Linked DNA regions of Mus musculus: region 1 is linked to region 2. Evidence: chromatin contacts called from public Hi-C data. All regions are on one chromosome and are shown on one strand. Each heading gives the region's core, a stretch centred on a gene start, on an enhancer-like site or on the middle of the called end of the contact. The rest is flanking DNA. Distances are from core to core; before and after follow the strand shown. Region 1 overlaps Islr2 (immunoglobulin superfamily containing leucine-rich repeat 2). Region 2 has its middle 26 kb from the start of Arid3b.

Evidence for each region. Hi-C and Micro-C count contacts between places; a contact is called where the count stands out from the background.
Region 1: a contact with region 2 is called in a Hi-C map of cerebral cortex, with 3 times the contacts expected there. The contact joins two enhancer-like sites. A contact is called at or near these places in 15 of 39 promoter capture datasets (the 3T3-L1 cell line, the SN4741 cell line, cranial neural crest and 6 more), 28 of 484 Hi-C or Micro-C datasets (B cells, the Ba/F3 cell line, the C2C12 cell line and 14 more), 2 of 115 datasets of contacts at active chromatin or transcription factors (embryonic stem cells and large pre-B cells) and 3 of 9 other capture datasets (adipose tissue, embryonic stem cells and liver).

What each region holds. Positions count from the first base shown.
Region 1 is chr9:58,197,135-58,199,896 of GRCm38.p6, reverse strand. It overlaps Islr2 (immunoglobulin superfamily containing leucine-rich repeat 2), which reads left to right. Exons shown (of 3, transcript NM_177193.5): 3 at 1-2,762. The coding sequence ends at 2,159. Among named protein-coding and RNA genes, the nearest start is that of Islr2, 3.8 kb to the left of the region's middle. Within about 2 kb of position 1,441, at least 47 of the 459 cell types and tissues checked have an H3K27ac peak or open chromatin away from gene starts, as enhancers often do. A contact at or near this core is called in cerebral cortex, where this site is marked.
Region 2 is chr9:57,860,984-57,863,683 of GRCm38.p6, reverse strand. No RefSeq gene overlaps it. Among named protein-coding and RNA genes, the nearest start is that of Arid3b, 26 kb to the right of the region's middle. Within about 2 kb of position 1,278, at least 58 of the 459 cell types and tissues checked have an H3K27ac peak or open chromatin away from gene starts, as enhancers often do. A contact at or near this core is called in cerebral cortex, where this site is marked.

The DNA.
Region 1 (2,762 bases), core at 192-2,691, 340 kb before region 2:
TTGACAAGTACGCCCACCAGTTTGCAGACTGTGCCTACAAGGAGCTGCGCGAGGTCCCAGAAGGACTGCCAGCCAACGTGACCACGCTTAGTCTGTCTGCCAACAAGATTACGGTACTAAGGCGGGGGGCCTTCGTCAACGTCACGCAGGTCACTTCGCTGTGGCTGGCTCACAGTGAGGTACGCACGGTAGAGTCAGGGGCATTGGCAGTGCTGAGTCAGCTCAAGAACCTCGACCTAAGCCACAACCTTATATCCAACTTCCCTTGGAGCGACCTTCGTAACTTGAGCGCGCTGCAGCTGCTGAAAATGAACCACAACCGTCTGGGATCGCTGCCCCGGGATGCACTCGGCGCGCTCCCGGACCTGCGCTCTCTGCGCATCAACAACAACCGGCTGCGTACCCTGGAGCCCGGCACGTTCGACGCACTAAGCGCGCTGTCTCACCTGCAACTCTATCACAACCCCTTCCACTGCAGCTGTGGTCTCGTGTGGCTGCAGGCCTGGGCAGCGAGCACCCGGGTCTCCTTACCGGAGCCCGATTCTATAGCGTGCGCCTCGCCCCCTGAGCTGCAGGGCGTGCCCGTGCACCGCCTGCCCGCCCTGCCCTGCGCACCCCCCAGCGTGCGTCTGAGCGCAGAGCCGCCGCCTGAGGCACCTGGCACCCCTCTGCGCGCAGGCTTGGCTTTCATGTTACATTGCGTCGCCGAAGGCCACCCCACACCCCGCCTGCAATGGCAACTTCAGATCCCGGGTGGCACTGTAGTCTTAGTGCCACCGGTTCTCAGCAAGGAAGAAGATGGAGGAGATAAGGTGGAGGATGGAGAGGGTGACGGAGATGAGGACCTGCCTACGCAGACTGAAGCGCCAACCCCAACTCCAGCACCTGCTTGGCCAGCGCCTCCAGCCACCCCGCGCTTCTTGGCCCTCGCAAATGGCTCTCTGTTGGTGCCCCTTCTGAGTGCCAAGGAGGCAGGCATCTACACTTGTCGTGCACACAATGAGCTGGGCACCAACTCAACGTCCTTACGGGTGACGGTGGCTGCAGCGGGGCCGCCAAAACACGCTCCTGGAACAGGGGAAGAACCTGATGCGCAGGTCCCGACCTCTGAGCGCAAGGCCACCACTAAGGGCCGTAGCAACAGCGTCCTGCCCTTCAAGCCTGAAGGCAAAACCAAAGGCCAAGGTCTTGCCCGAGTCAGCGTGCTTGGGGAAATCGAGGCAGAGCTGGAGGAGACAGATGAAGGAGAGCAGATGGAAGGTCAGATCCCTGCAGATCCGATGGGAGAGAAGCACTGTGGCCATGGGGACCCCTCTCGCTATGTGTCTAACCATGCATTCAACCAGAGCTCAGATCTCAAGCCGCACGTTTTTGAGTTGGGCGTCATCGCGCTGGATGTAGCAGAGCGTGAGGCTCGGGTGCAGCTGACGCCTCTTGCTGCGCGCTGGGGCCCTGGGCCAGATGGTGCTAGCGGAGCGCGGCGGCCGGGGAGGCGGCCACTGCGCCTACTCTATCTGTGTCCTGCGGGGGGTGGCACGGCAGTTCAGTGGTCACGAGTGGAAGAGGGGGTCAATGCCTACTGGTTTCGCGGCCTGCGGCCTGGCACCAACTACTCCGTATGCCTGGCACTGGCGGGCGAGGCGTGTCACGTGCAGGTGGTGTTTTCTACCAAGAAAGAACTGCCGTCCCTGCTGGTTATCGTGACCGTGAGTGTTTTTCTCCTGGTGCTGGCCACCGTGCCCCTGCTGGGTGCCGCCTGCTGCCATCTGCTGGCCAAACATCCGGGCAAACCCTACCGTTTAATCCTGAGGCCACAGGCCCCGGACCCTATGGAGAAACGCATCGCGGCCGATTTCGATCCGCGTGCTTCCTACCTTGAGTCTGAGAAAAGCTACCCTGCTCGTGGCGAGGCGGGAGGTGAGGAGCCAGAGGAGGTCCCGGAGGAAGGCCTGGATGAAGATGTGGAGCAGGGGGACCCAAGCGGGGACCTTCAGAGAGAGGAAAGCCTGGCGGGTTGCTCATTGGTGGAGTCTCAGTCCAAGGCCAACCAAGAGGAGTTCGAGGCTGGCTCGGAGTACAGCGATCGGCTGCCCCTGGGAGCGGAAGCAGTCAACATCGCCCAGGAAATAAACGGCAACTACAGGCAGACAGCGGGCTGAGCCCCCAGCACGCCTGGCCTGCCCACCTCCACCTTGGGTACCTCGTAGCCTAGGGACGGCAGGACTTTAACACCCTCGCGGGACTCCGCCCTACCCCCCAAGCCTTCAGTTACTCTGCCTCCTTAGCCCTCCCCAGGGGTCACTACTAGGGATTTCTAGGAGTGGGCCGAATTCAGGGGTCATTCTTTTGGTGGGCTTGAATCCCCATCCCCACCCAAAGCACAGAGTCAGGCTCCTACCTCCTCTAAGACACCACCCATGGGCGGCGAGAAACCGTCTATGCCTTCCATTTCATCACGGCGATCCACGAAACCCATCGCGCACCCCATCTGGTGGAACTTGGAGACAAGGGGAGAGCGCCACGCCAGTCGTTGACCACATTTGGTGATAATAATAGGGTTGGTCCAGCGTTTGCCTGGGATCCCCAGGACAGGTCCCCAGCGTGGAGCGCTGTGACTCTCACTTTGATCCCACTCTGCCTTTTCAAGGATGCATGTGCCAGAAGCCCGCTAATTTTTATTCTCACCGCTCCTTTCCTATAATGATCCAAATCCGCGCGTCCCCCCTCCCCATTCCTACCCCACCCCATTTCTGTCTAGTTGG
Region 2 (2,700 bases), core at 29-2,528:
TTTCATGTGGCTTGTGAATTGTATCTTGGGTACGCTGAGCTTCTGGGCAATATCCACTTATCAGTGGATGCATATCATTTGTGCTCTTTTACCTCACTCAGGGTGATATCCTCCAGCTCCATCTATTGCCTAAGAATTTCATAAATTCATTCCTTTTAATAGCTGAGTAGTACTCCATTGTGTAAATGTACCACATTTTCTGTATCCATTCCTCTGTTGAGGAACATCTGAGTTCTTTCCAGCTTCTGGCTCTTATTAATAAGGCTTCTATGAACATAGTGGAACAGGTGTCCTTATTACATGTTGGAGCATCTTCTGGATATATGCCCGGGAGTGGTATTGCTAGGTCCTCGGGTAGTACTATGTTCAATTTTTTGAGGAACCGCCAAACTGATTTCCCGAGTGGTGGTACCATTTTGCAATCCCACCAGCAATGGAGGAGTGTTCCTCTTTCTCTACATCCTCGCCAGCATCTGCTATAACCTGAGTTTTTTATCTTAGCCATTCTGACTAGTGTGAGATGGAATCTCAGGATTGTTTTGATTTGCATTTCCCTGATGACTAAGGATGTTGAACATTTCTTTAGGTGCTTCTCTGCCATTCGAGATTCCTCAGTTGAGAATTCTTTGTTTAGCTCTGTACCCCATTTTTAATAGGGTTATTTGATTCTCTGGGGTCTATCTTCTTGAGTTCTTTGTATATATTGGATATTAGCCCCCTATCAGATATAGGATTGGTAAAGATCTTTACCCAATCTGTTGGATGCTGATTTGTTCTGTTGACAGTGTTGTTTTCCTTACAGAAGCTTCCAAGGGTCTCTCTTAAGATAAGGTCTGATCTATGCTTCTCTCTTGGATGGTTTCTGGTGTTACCTTGTTCACAAATGAGCATGAATGGCTCCATCTTCTGCTTGGAAAGTTCTTTGCCAGTTACACCAGTTCTCCTGGAGAAACACTGTAGACTCCATTTAAAGTTTGCTAGTGCTACTGAGACACATTAGAGGTACTCACCTCTCCCTTGAGCACTGGGGCAGGAGTTAAGCACTTTTAAGCATTGTTAAATACCATCAACTACTGTGAGCTATTAGAATCATTAGTTTCTGAGCTTTTGTTAAGTCTTTACTGTAAACGCCCTTTTAATGCTTTCTGTGAATGGCTAAAACTGTCAAAAGCAGGCATTTGACAGGCCCCTTCCTTTATGCCTGGTACCCTTGAATGGGGAGCTGTCAGCCGTGCCGCCCTTTATTGGCAGCCTGGTGAGTCTGGACACTTTACAATTTCTCTGGGGTTATTTTGCCAGCTGCAGAGGATCGTTATAATGACAACTGAAAGACTCTGCTGGGAACTGCTCCAGACAGCCTTGGAAAGCAGAATGCCAAGGCAGGCAAGGCTTGGCGAATTCTAAGCAACCCCGCAGCCATTTTCACCTAAGCCAGAAGGGAAGCACTTCCTCAGATCTGAAGCTTATGCAAACACAGTTCTTCATTTGCTTGGAGGACTGTGCCAGGATAGATGCAAATGTCACCCTTCATTTGTGTATGAGTCTTCTGTGCTGGGTGCACACGCCCTTGCCACACTCTCCATGTGAGTTCGTATGTAGGCTGTGTGGCTCAGTTAGTTCTTCAGCTGGGAAACACCCTCCTGTGCTGCCCTCTGGTGTTACAACATCAGAATAGTTTTTTCTCACCAACTTTTGCGCATCATTAGGAGAGCCGACTCTCCTATGTAGTTAACCCAAGGACCACAGAAACACAGAAGCAGCAGGATGGCAGTGCTGGCAGCTGCCTCAGTAACAACAAGAACTGGCAAACAACAGGGAACAGAGGTGCTGGAAGCAGAAAGAGTACAAGAAAAAGTGGAGAGACAGAAAGATATATGAAAACCAAGGAAGAGAAGCCATAGGTTTGGGTTGCTGGAGTTGGTCTAGGGAACTACTGTGCTTTAAGGGCAAAGAGACGCCCTAGAACTGAGAGATCTAACACTCGTCACTATCCAGGACTAAGATTCCTGACACTCTAGTCCCAAGACCTGTAATTCTAGCCAGCCAAAATTGAAGGCCATGTCACTGTGGGTCAGGACCTCTTTGAGGGATCAAACAACCCTTTCACAGTAGGTAGCCTAAAATCATCAGAAAATACAGATCATACATTATGATCCATAACAATACAGATCATACATTATGATCCATAACAATAACTAAGATCTGGGCTGGTGAGATGGCTTAGTGGGTAAGAGCACCCGACTGCTCTTCTGAAGGTCCAGAGTTCAAATCCCAGCAACCACATGGTGGCTCAGAACCATCTATAACGAGATCTGGCGCCCTCTTCTGGAGTGTCTGAAGACAGCTAAAGTGTACTTACATATAATAAATAAATAAACAAATAAACAAACAAACAAATAAATAAAAAGAGTTTAAAAAAAAAACAATAACTAAGATCATCAGAAAATATAGATCATACATTATGATCCATAAAAATACAGATCATACATTATGATCCATAACAATAGCAAAATTATAGTTATGAAATAAGAACAAAATAGTTTGGTGGTTGGCAAGTCACCACAGCATGAGAACTATATTAAAAGGTCACAGCATTAGGAAGGTTGAGAACCACGGTTGTAGAGCTTCTGAGACCTGCTCAAGAGCTGTCGTGCCAACAGGTATCACCTGAGGCTGCTAGGTGCACACTGCTTCCACGGC